Regions from separate parts of the Mus musculus genome. Here region 2 is linked to region 1. A link is a contact called in public Hi-C data. All regions are on one chromosome and are shown on one strand. The core of a region is the stretch at or near the end of the contact, and the rest is flanking DNA. Distances in the headings are between cores, read along the strand shown.

Region 1 (5,402 bases), core at 1,228-3,727:
ATCAGCATTCCCCACACCCCTACATTCCCTACACGGAGATGCAGGAACCATCCAGCTGGAGAGAGGTGGGGCAGGCTTCTGAGACACAACCAGGGGTTAGAATATCCACCCAGGCTGATGGGTTCAAGATCAACAGGCTGTGGAGACAGTGGCTGATGTGTCACACATCAGAGCAAGCCTGAAGTGAGACTGTACATGGGCATCCTGGAAGTACTTCTCCAGGAGGGAAGCACCCTCCAAACTCCACAGGTGACTGACCTCCTGGTCATGGGAAATTTCTGCCCAGCTCAGAAGTGAGTAATCACTGGCCAGATGTAAAACTAAGCGGACATGGAAGCACACAGCAACAGGCAGCCAGAGCCCAGGCATGAAGGGGATACCCAGATAACAAGGCATACAACTGCACAGGCGTGCTTACACCAGTAGCTGATATTCAAATTCAGCCAACCCAGTGGGAAGTGTCACCATCTCGCACGCGTGGAACAAGGACAGGGAAATTTCCCAACAGCACCATTCTGCGAAGAGGGCTGGGAAAATGCAAGGAGGGTGTGACACCTACTGGCAAAAGGGCGGAAACTTGGTCCCAAAGGTAACTGTTTTGTTTGGTTTGGTTTGGTTTTAAATTCTCTAGGACACTGCATCCTCACAAATGGGGTTTGAAAGTATGAACTAGAACAACAAGCAGCACCTCTCTCATTAGTAGTCTGCTGCTACCTGAGACATCATAGGGAGGGGAGGGACTCAAAACCCATCCCTCCAGGGCAGAAACATTGACTGACATATATGATAATTCTAACAGTATTTTCACTGTCTTTGTTTTTCAAGTTCCACAAATGTCTTTTTACATTTATTTTTATTTCATCTTATGGGTACAAGTGTTTTGTCTGCATGGTTTTTTGTGCACCATTTGTTTGCATTGTATCCATAGAGACCAGAAGAGGGCCTGAGACAGCTATGAGTAGAGCCTTGTGGGTACTGGGAATTGAGCCCAGGTCCCCTATAAGAACAGCCAGTGCTCTGAGCCATCTCTCCGTCCTGCATAAATATGTTTTCATGGTCTTGCTTTGACTTTGATAGTGTACGATAATAATTATTCTGTGCATAGCCCAGTCTCTCCTCTCATTCCTACCTCATTTCCTCTCTTCTCCACACCCTCCTCCTCTTAACTGACCCTCTGTAGCTATAATCTATCCTGTTGATCCTCACGGACACAGGCCCATCCTTTCTATCTAATCTCACTCACTACTTCCCCAGTCGATCTAGCTCATCCCTGTCCTTATGGCCCACCTTAGTGTCTCTACACCTACCAGCCCTTATGGCCCACCTTAGTGTCTCCACATCTACCAGCCTATCTCCCTGTCCTTATGGTCCACCTTAGAATCTCCACATATACAGCCTACCTCAGCTTCACCATCTCTAAACAGTTACTGAAGTTACAGGAATGACTTGTAATAATAATAATAATAATAATAATAATAATAATATTTACAAAATTACAATGTTTGCAGCAAGCCTCTCTGGCAGTTGTGGCTGCTGCCATCTGTCTATAGATAGTTCACAACACTCACAATCCACTAGGAAGGAATGACACTTCCATCTTCCTACAAACCAGTCCCACTTGAGCATGTATATATTTCAAGTGAAAGAATACAAACTATAAATCCAGGCATGGTGCTTCACGCTTTTAATCCCAGCACTCAGGCAGAGGTAGAGTGAGTTCATAGTCAACCTGGTCTACAGAGCAAGTTCCAGGTCAGCCAGAGTTACGTAATGAGACCCTACCTTAAAAGAGGAATGGACTTTTAGAAAGAACAATAAGACAAGAGAGGTAAATAAAAAGAATACAAGTAGCATAGGAAGAAGTCAGTGTTCTTATTTCTAGAAGATATTATCTATTAAGGAACCATAAAGCCTCCAGCATAAATGCCCTGATAAACATGTTAGCAAAGTGACAGATACAAAATCAACATAAAAACCAAATAAGTAACTTTCCTACATACCACCAATGCTTTGAGAAAGATCAGGCAGACAACCCCAGTTATGAGAGACCATCACACAGAGTTCTGGTCTCCCTGCGGACATTTTGCTATGCTTAAGAGCTGACCTCCTGCCCCTGCAGGTTCTATCTAAGGAAAGAGGTATTGAAGGAAGTGTCACAAATAGGTCACCCAAACAATAGGTTTCAGGAGCAAGAGAGTACCCAAGGGACCACTGAAGATTGACAGTAACAGAGTAGGCACAACAGGGCCCTGAGATAATAACTAAGCAATGTTTAGGGAATAAAACAGGTTTTGTCATCTGGGTTAAACGACAGAACAAGTGCACGATTTTCTCTTCGTCCACCAGATCCCAATAAAATAACAGTAAAAGAAAACAAATGGGACATAAACTAATGAAAACAAGGAGTGGGTAAGAGCTGCCTGCAGAACTGGAAAGTAACCAACCAAACAAACAAAAGGAAGTCCAGGCCTAGCAGAGGTGCAGAAGTCAAGGACTCCAGGTCCTCCCCAGCGGGAGTGGGGAGCACAAGAGAGAGGAGCAGGTGAGCATGTCTGGACATGGGTGCCTAGAAACACCCACTCTCCTAACACCAGGGTGGAATTCTTATGTCCATGTGAGATAACTAGAAGCCAAGAGCTTTGGACATTGGGATGGCAGGCAGCACAGGAGGAAGGGAAAAAGCTCTATGTGACAGGAACTGTATCCATGGTGGACACAAGATCCAACTACCTACTTCCTATCAGAACTGCAAGCAGAAGCCACTGGCTTGTACAGTGGTATAAAAAGAAAGAACATTTGTGAGCAAAAGATGCATACACGTTGCCTGTGGGAGCAGGGTACTCTGAGGGGGACTGGTTAAAGACAAATTTCCTGTGGCTGGAGAGACGGCTGGCTGTTAGTGCAGTGCTGCTCTTGCAAAAGACCTGGATTAGTCACTGGGTGACTCATAATCATCTATAGTGTAACTGTACAGTTCCGGGGATGATGCACTGTTCTGGCCTCTGTGGGCACCGTATGCACACGGTACACATATATGGGCTGACTACCTTCTACCCTGTGATAGTTACTATGAACTAACAGCTCAGCACCCAGGAGACAGGCTCCTAGGCATGTCTGTAAAGGACTGTCTAGAGTAAGGCAAGAATATCTTGCCTTGGATGAAACCATTCACTGAGAAAGAGATCCTGGACTGCATAAAACAGGGAGGAGCAGAGCTGAGTACTATTAACACATGTACATTCAATGTTCCCTGCTCTTGACCATGGATGGAACAGAACCAATTCTCTCATCCACCTGCTGCAGTGACATGACTGCCATGATGCTATAACCTGGAATTGTGAGTCCAATAAGCATTTTGCTTGTGCGTGTGTTGTGTGTGTTCCTGTGTGCTCATGCATATACTCTCATACAATCAAGCACTATTTGATCAGAAAAAGGAAGCAAATAAAAGGGACAACAGAACAGATTTTGCTAAGAAGCAGCTTCAGGCATTGCCAAACTATATAGCTGCATTTATACAAAAATACCCAGAACTGGAAAACTATAAAGGCAGGAAGTGAATAAACAGCTGCTGAGGCTTCAGACGTGGGAGTGAGAGCTAAAGGGTGCAGGCTTCAACTCCAGGTACAAAATACTTTAAAATTGTGGAGATGGCTGTACAACTCTTTGAGTATGTTTAAAAGCAGTAAATTGTATAGTTTAACTGAGAAAATTATATGGTATGTAAATTAGAACTTACGAAAGGCTGCTATGTATCCACTCTTAATTGCTAAATTCAGATGATGGACAAATCCCAAGTGTGGGTGAAGGCATGGAACAAAAGAACACTCACACTGCTAGAGGAACATAAAACCATGCAGCCACCTTGTTTGGGTGATAAACCACGAGAAATGAAAACACAGAAAGGCACAAACACAAATCTCCATAACAACTTCATTCATAGTAACCAAAAATGGGAAACCGTTCACATTTCCACCACTGGCAAATGCACTGTGGTATGCACATGCAATGGATACTACTTGGCTAGACAAAGGAAACTATTACTGCATGAAACATGAAGAAATCTCTAAACTATCATTCAAGTGGAGGAAGCCAAACAGTCCATGCGAGAAGAGTCCATCTGCCTGAAATCCTACATCAAGGAATGAACTGCCTACAGAATCCAGATCACAGGCTGCTCCAGGCTGAAGGATGGGGAGAAAGGTGCTGACTTCAAAGGGGCGGGCGGTGTTACTCTGGCATATAAAACCCCAGTCTTTTGACTTTGGTGATTATGAGATAACAAACCAATCTATAAACTCAAAGGGGACATTTAAAGACAGTGTCTGGCATCGTACCCCAGGTTGTTTGGAACAAGCCAGAAGGCCTAAGCTGGCCTTAAACTCTGTGATCCTCCTGTCTCAGCCTCCCAGATCCTAGTGTTACAGACATGAGCCACCACACTTGATTTAAGCCACACTTTTACAAAGCTGCTTTTAAGAAAGGCCCACATTTAAGCCTACAGAAGCCCACAGCTTCAGAATGGTCCTACCAGGAGAGCTGGATGCACTGACTCGCGCTGACGACCCCAACACTGGGGAGGCAGAGGCACAAAGACTGCTGAAGGCCAGCCTGAGATACAGTTAGATGGTGAGAGGAGAGAAGGTGGGAGATGATAGGAGAGAAAGGGAGAAAGAAAACAAGAAAGCCCAGTGAGAACGGTGAGAAAGGAGCAGGAGTTAAGTGTATCGTATGTGCCTCTTTTCTAGCACAGTTACGAGTTTAACAGAGTAGTTCGTACCAACTTGTTCTACTGAAGAGCAAAAGGAGATGGTTGGGACTCATCTGAACAGAGAACGACTGAATCTGAGGATCCCGATTACCACGTTAAGAATATCCCAGCCACCATAAGCACAAGGTCAGATAGTATGGACTGCCCGCACCAGTTCTGGTGTGTAAGCACTACCACCTTCCTTCTGGGTTACAAAAGTTGTTTAACTCACAGACCATCAGCCCAAGTTCATTAAATTACCAATCATCTTTTGTAGGTAAGAGTTTGGGGAAAGCCTTGGTTCATACTAGTTAGAGAAGACGCATTTTGTCCCACTTTAAAACAAGCATCTTAACAATTCACTGATCAGTGACAGGACACAAAGGCTCAGATCCAGGATTGTGTTAGTCCCCACATGAAAGGAAACACGATGCCAGCAACATATATTTAGGCAAGGAACTTGCATGTTCACACAGGCGAACAGGTAAGAAGTACCCATAAAACCTCACACTGAGGGCTGTAGAGATGGCTCAGTGGTTAAGAGCACTGATTGCTCTTCCAGAGGTTCTGAGTTCAATTCTCAGCACCCACATGGTGGCTCACAACCATCTGTAATGGGATCAGATGCCCTCTTCTGATGTGTCTGAAGACA
Region 2 (5,905 bases), core at 348-2,847, 240 kb before region 1:
ATTTGGTTGTCAGGACTCTTTAGCAGTGATCTAGCCATGAGGCTTATCTAGCCATAAGCCATGTTTTCAGTAACTTGAAGAGAGGAGAACAGGCAAATAAACCTTACTTTCCTCGTCTGTACAGTCGTGTCTCACCAATTCTTAGTGTTATGGGATGACACATAAGGGTTTATGCCCATGAATCCAGCACTGGGCTATCCCCACCATCATTCACAGTACTGCTAAATGTCACCCATATGCCAGGCACTGCACTGGGTTTTTGAGTGGAACTATATGTACACTGCCTTAAAGCTTCTATCAATAGATATCATTCAGACCCAACCAGCAGGCTCAGAGAGCCTGGGTGCTCTGCCCACTGGCAGAGAACACACAGAAGCAGCACACATGAGCAGGGTCTCCCAGAATGCAGAGCCCTCAGCTTTACAGCCATCTACTGAACCATATACTCTATCAGACAGGAAATGAAAAGGAATGAATTTTAAAGGCGAACAGTGTTGAAAGCAGACAAGTTAGAAGCAGCAAGGATGTAGACACAGCAGGATACCAAGTAAAAGCAGCAACTGAGACTAAGGTAAAGGTCAACTCTTCATGAGCATCAGGCCAGAGTGAACAGAGTGAGAGTGAACAGGCTGAACCAACAGCAGTCCCAGAACACTTTCTGTAAATTACACTTTCAGAGACTGATTCTTAAGCTCTCTTTACCTAAATATGTCATCCCCAGGAACCAAATCCACCTTGGGTTGCTGGTTTGAACCCTCTGGAAGCCTGGAATTCATGCAAAGTCTTCCATGAGCAGTTTTATTAGAGAAGACTCCATGCCTTCTTCCATCACGTAGACTAACATGCAATTCTAACGCAGTTCAGTCATTCCTCTGGTATGTTCCCAACTTGTGGGCTTCTTAAAGGCATTTGGAATGCAGCATGCTTAGGTTGAGCTGCTTGCTTGTGTCTGTGTGTGTTGCACAGTTGCTTGTCTAGGCAGAAGAGTTCTTGCTTAACATGCAAAGGCTCTGGGTACTTTTTTCAAGTTGCCAAAAACAAAAAACAAGAATGTTCTCAAACCCCAAAGGCTGGTTGTTATCAGACCTAGAGGAGGTCACCTGGAGGCAGAGTCAAGAAATGTCTCTCTAAACTAAGAAAGGAACTGGCTTAGCCTCTTGCTTGCCACGTTATCTTCAGATCTCAAACACCAAGTAGGAACTGTTACCTGCTGCTTACTCACAGTGCTTTCCTGGAAGCCTGCTCTAAAGGAAGGCAAAGGCAACCACAGCCATGCCTTCAGCCGCCCTGTTACTGTGAGACCCACAGGAGAGCAAGAGTACATGGTCCCACCTGTCCTTGTAGGATTACAGTTCCATTAAGGAAAGGTTATTTCCATAAAACTGAGAAGAAAGACATTGATGGGAAACTCTAGTTTCCTGCAGTGGGATCCACCTCTGAACAACAGAACTGCGACAGGATGCTGCCATGGCCCATGCCCTGTCCTGGGGGCCAGCCAGGTAAAAATTCCCCTCACCAGCATGAGGTCAGATTGTGGTGAGGAGGGCCAGCCAGTGTGTCAGACAGGCTGGCTAGAAGCAGAGAGTCACTCTGGGCCACTCTGTGGTTCGACTCAAAGTCAAATGCAGAGTCTGAGCCAGTCTCACGAACATGACCCAGGATAATACATCTGATATCAAAATCCCTATCAAGCTTTGGAGCTTCATCAGTTTTCCAGTGTGTCACACAGAGAAAAACGTGTTTCAGCTCCTTTACCTCTGTGTTAGCTATGGTCCGGGTGTCTGTGTGTGTGTTGGGGGTGCGGTATCAAGAGCTACAATCCCAACCAAATGGGGGTGGGAGGAAAATAAAAGCCATCAGCACAAGTGACCTTCCATTCAGAATATCCTAACGGTTGGGTTCTGTTAGCTTTGGGATGCTAGGTCCTGAGCTTGTCAAAGCAATCAAACGAACCATAGAACGGATGCACACAACGTGGCCGTGGTTTAGAAAATATAGGAAGTGGGATTTTGGATGAGGTGAATTATTTGGAGAATGAAAGCACACTTTAGGCAATCATTTGGCCTCTTGGCTGGGCCCTGTACCTGTGAGGTGCCTCATGGGGAGGACCCTCATGAAGGGACCGCAGGACTAGCAGCATAATTCACAATTCATCAATAATCATTCAAAAAGAGGTAGTTTTAAATATTTGACCCGCCGGGCATGGTGGCGCACGCCTTTAATCCCAGCACTCAGGAGGCAGAGGCAGGTGGATTTCTGAGTTCGAGGTCAGTCTGGTCTACAGAGTGAGTTCCAGGACAGCCAGGGCTATACAGAGAAACCCTGTCTCAAAAACAAACAAACAAAACAAAACAAAACAAACAAACAAACAAACAAATATATATATATTTGACCTGATTGGAAGTAAATACAGTTCTATACTGGAAACTAGTCTTGTGCCTTCTCTGACGGAAAAATAGCAAGTTAGAATTAAGCTACCAGGATTAAAGAGCAACAGGAACTACAGCTAATTATAACAGCACTGTGTCCAGGAAATGAGCAGTCAGACACCAGCATACCAATAAGCAGCTTAACAACTACACAGTTAGAGTGCAAACAGTGGCAGCATACAACTGTGATCCATCACTCCAGAGACGGAGGCAGGAGAATTTTGAGTTTGAGTCCAGCCTGGGCAACAGAGCAAGAATATGTCTCAGAGTAAATAAAAGGCTAGATGTAGAATTAAGAATTAAAATGTATACACTTGGGTCCACCAATCCCACTATATATGTGTGTGTGTATATATATATGTATATATATGTGTGTGTGTGTGTGTGTGTATATATATATATATATTCTAGAAAATATAACGTAGAGACAGAAAACCAAATAAACTAAAGGGTTATTTTGAGAAATAGGGAAGAAGAGAAGCCTGGACAAAAACCATACCTTTCACATTACTAACCTTACCCTCCCCACCAAAAAAGTAAAATAAAATTGCAAGCCAGATTCAAAATCCACAGCAAATTTATGTTAAAAACAAAAGCTAGCTTAGTTTACTTAAATATATAAGATTAATATTTTAAAGGCTGGAGACAAAGCCCAGCAGTTAAGAGTACATATTTCTCTTTCAAAGCACCCCAGTTTAGTTCCCCAAATCCATCCAGGATAACTAATCGCTACCTGCAACTCAAGCTCCAGGGAAGATCTGGTGTTCTTCTTCTGGCCTCCACAGGCATGTGTACTCACAAGCTCAAACCCACAGACAGATACACACACACGTGATAAAACTCATTAAATAAATAACCTTAAAATATCATTTTGATGGGCTGGGGATGTAGCTCAGATGGGACAGTGCTTGCCTAGTTTGCATGAAGCCTTGGGTTTGATGCCCAGCACCACATAAGCTAAGCATACAAAGAAAGCACCTGCAATTCCTGTACCTTGGAGATGAAGGCAGGTGTGTCACAAGCTTAAAATCATTCTCAGCTACTCAGAGAGTATGAGGCCATTCTGGGTCACATGAAATCCTGTCTTTAAAACATATGTGTGTGTACATATGTGTGTTTGTGTGTATGTGTGTGTACATATTAATGCTCATTTACCATTTCTAGAAAAACCCAAATTTCATCAAATGAAATACAAACCTGTGCTTTGATGATTCGCTAGATATATTACATTTTCTTTATTTTTTGGCAAATCTCCATATAGCAATATCTAAAAGAGAAAACAAAAAGAATCATGACTTTGACAATTAAAAAAAAAAAAAGAATGTGAAAGGAAACAGACAAGGACACAATGTAACTAGCTCTATCCATGACTAACAAACATCAGAGTTCTCTTGGGAGCCCCACACACTATAAATAGCTCATACTTATAAAGTACTTAAATGTAGGACAGGTTAATGATCATAAAGTAAGACAGAATGATTGATATCCCTGTAAGAAAAATCCACAAGAAGTTATTGATCACTAATAATATATAAGGCTCTACAGTCCAGCGGAAGAGATGGACATATACATAATAACATAATGGGAAATAACGCAAATATTATGAACATACTCTATATTTTAAGGATTTGTAAAATGGAGAGCTACTGTGTCCGTTGGATATATTTTAGCAAATGAGAGGAAAGGGTTTCTGAGCATAAGACCAAATGAAAGCTGTGTGCTGGAGTCTTGTGTTAGTCCACTTGTGTGCTGAACAAAAATGCAGGCTAAGGAGCCAGGGGAGTACAACAGGGAGGCCAGAGGTCCCTGTGAGCTGGAACATCAAGTCAGGGTCACTACATCATGTGCCACTGTACCCTCCTGGCTACACTCTGTTTTTAAACCAAGGGACGAGGCCAGGTTTTCACTGTACTGTTCTGTTTTGTAAGTGTTAAGTATCCAGTGATTAGAAAGGGACTTGAAGGGAGCAAATGACTGCTGTTGCTCATCTGTTCCCTTCCTTTGGATCACTTTTACTTAGCAGTTGTTCTTATACTTTGTCACTAAGAATTATGCATAAGTTAGTGAACGCTTTGGAGTCTACTATGCCAGAAAGGTTTGCCTTCCTGGTGGTGAAATACTCACAAATACCATAATGATAACAAAACCTGAAAGGGCATTAATAAGCCCTGTGTAAAAGCAATGTAGCTACATAATATAAAGTTAGATGTCAAGGACTCACACTAAGGCTGCTGCTACTGCTCTAAGACAACTGCACAGTGTGTTCACACGTGTCTAATTACTTCTAATCAAGTTTACAAACGACATAAATCAAACAAATAAGTAACCAATGGTTAGTTGATCTGTGCAGAGTTAATATTGGGATGCCAGCTCATGATCATGATCACTCTTAGAAATAAAGTAGAACTATTTAAGGACCACTGGGTACACTTTACAAGAACTACAGATCCAGTTAAATGTATGCATGTGTGTATGTATGTATGTTTATGTATGTATGTATGTATGCATATGTAAATTATGTAAGGTTCTTTGGAGACATCGCTAGCCTCCAAGCTAATAATACCCAAACCATCCAAAGATACCTTTCAACCAGATGTAGTGGTGCATGCCTGAAATCCCGGACACTTAAGTGGCTAAAGCAGGAGGATTAGGAATTTGAGGCTAGCCTGGGCTACACAGCAAGAGCTTTAGTGAAGTGTAGACAGGGATTCCTTGAGCAAGCCAGTTAGTTACACTAGCCAATCAGTGAGATCTGGGTTCAAGTGAGAGACCTTGCCTCAATATAAAAGGTGAAGAGCAATGCAGAAAGACATCTGTTTTGCCTGCATGTGTGTTTGTACACCCCATGCTTGCCTGGGGCCTGCAGGAATCAGAAAAGGGCATCAGATCCCTGGGAACTATAGCTACAGATGATTGTAAGCCATTGTGTGGCTCCTGGGAATCGAACCTGGGTCCCTCTGGAAAAGCAGCCTGAGCCATCTCCCCAGTCCCAGTTACTGTTATTTTATTGACAAGTATAAAACTAGTTACAAGGTTGTAGTGCTTTTAAAATTTAAAAAGCTAAGAAGGCAGACACAGTAGCTTATCCTTGTAATCCTAGCACTTGGGGAGCTGTGTCAGAAGGATTGTGTGAATGCGAGGCCACCTTAGGCTTCTACAATGAGTTCCAGGGCAGTCTGATCTGCAGAGTAGGGGTTAGGGAATTTTTTTAAAGGGTTAAGAATTTACAAACTATTTACAGATAAAAAGTGTAGATCACTGTATGTTTGCCCACACCCTTGATTCTCAGATTCTCTCTGGGGCTGTTCTCTTGGCTCCTTACTGATGTCTTTCCGTCTTGAGCCCAACCTCAGACTTATATTTTATATAATTATCCAAGTAACTTTAGATTCTTCCACTTTTTTTCAAAACTTATCTAAGGCCAGTGAGATGATGCAGTGTATAAAGATTCCTGCTGCCAAAGCTGATGAGCTAAA

The links. Hi-C and Micro-C count contacts between places; a contact is called where the count stands out from the background.
Region 2: a Hi-C map of Th1 cells shows a contact between it and region 1, with 3 times the contacts expected there. The contact joins two enhancer-like sites. A contact is called at or near these places in 12 of 39 promoter capture datasets (the C10 cell line, the HPC-7 cell line, cranial neural crest and 8 more), 1 of 15 datasets of contacts at CTCF or cohesin (the NIH/3T3 cell line), 3 of 484 Hi-C or Micro-C datasets (Th1 cells, bone marrow-derived macrophages and cortical neurons), 5 of 115 datasets of contacts at active chromatin or transcription factors (the 230-238 cell line, the HPC-7 cell line, embryonic stem cells and 1 more) and 2 of 9 other capture datasets (adipose tissue and pancreatic islet).

What each region holds. Positions count from the first base shown.
Region 1 is chr8:18,616,851-18,622,252 of GRCm38.p6, reverse strand. The region is part of intron 3 of Mcph1 (microcephaly, primary autosomal recessive 1); the gene reads right to left. Among named protein-coding and RNA genes, the nearest start is that of Gm25763, 5.4 kb to the right of the region's middle. Within about 2 kb of position 2,477, at least 122 of the 459 cell types and tissues checked have an H3K27ac peak or open chromatin away from gene starts, as enhancers often do. A contact at or near this core is called in Th1 cells, where this site is marked.
Region 2 is chr8:18,859,268-18,865,172 of GRCm38.p6, reverse strand. Agpat5 (1-acylglycerol-3-phosphate O-acyltransferase 5 (lysophosphatidic acid acyltransferase, epsilon)) reads right to left here. Exons shown (of 8, transcript NM_026792.3): 2 at 3,627-3,696. Among named protein-coding and RNA genes, the nearest start is that of Agpat5, 16 kb to the right of the region's middle. Within about 2 kb of position 1,597, at least 25 of the 459 cell types and tissues checked have an H3K27ac peak or open chromatin away from gene starts, as enhancers often do. A contact at or near this core is called in Th1 cells, where this site is marked.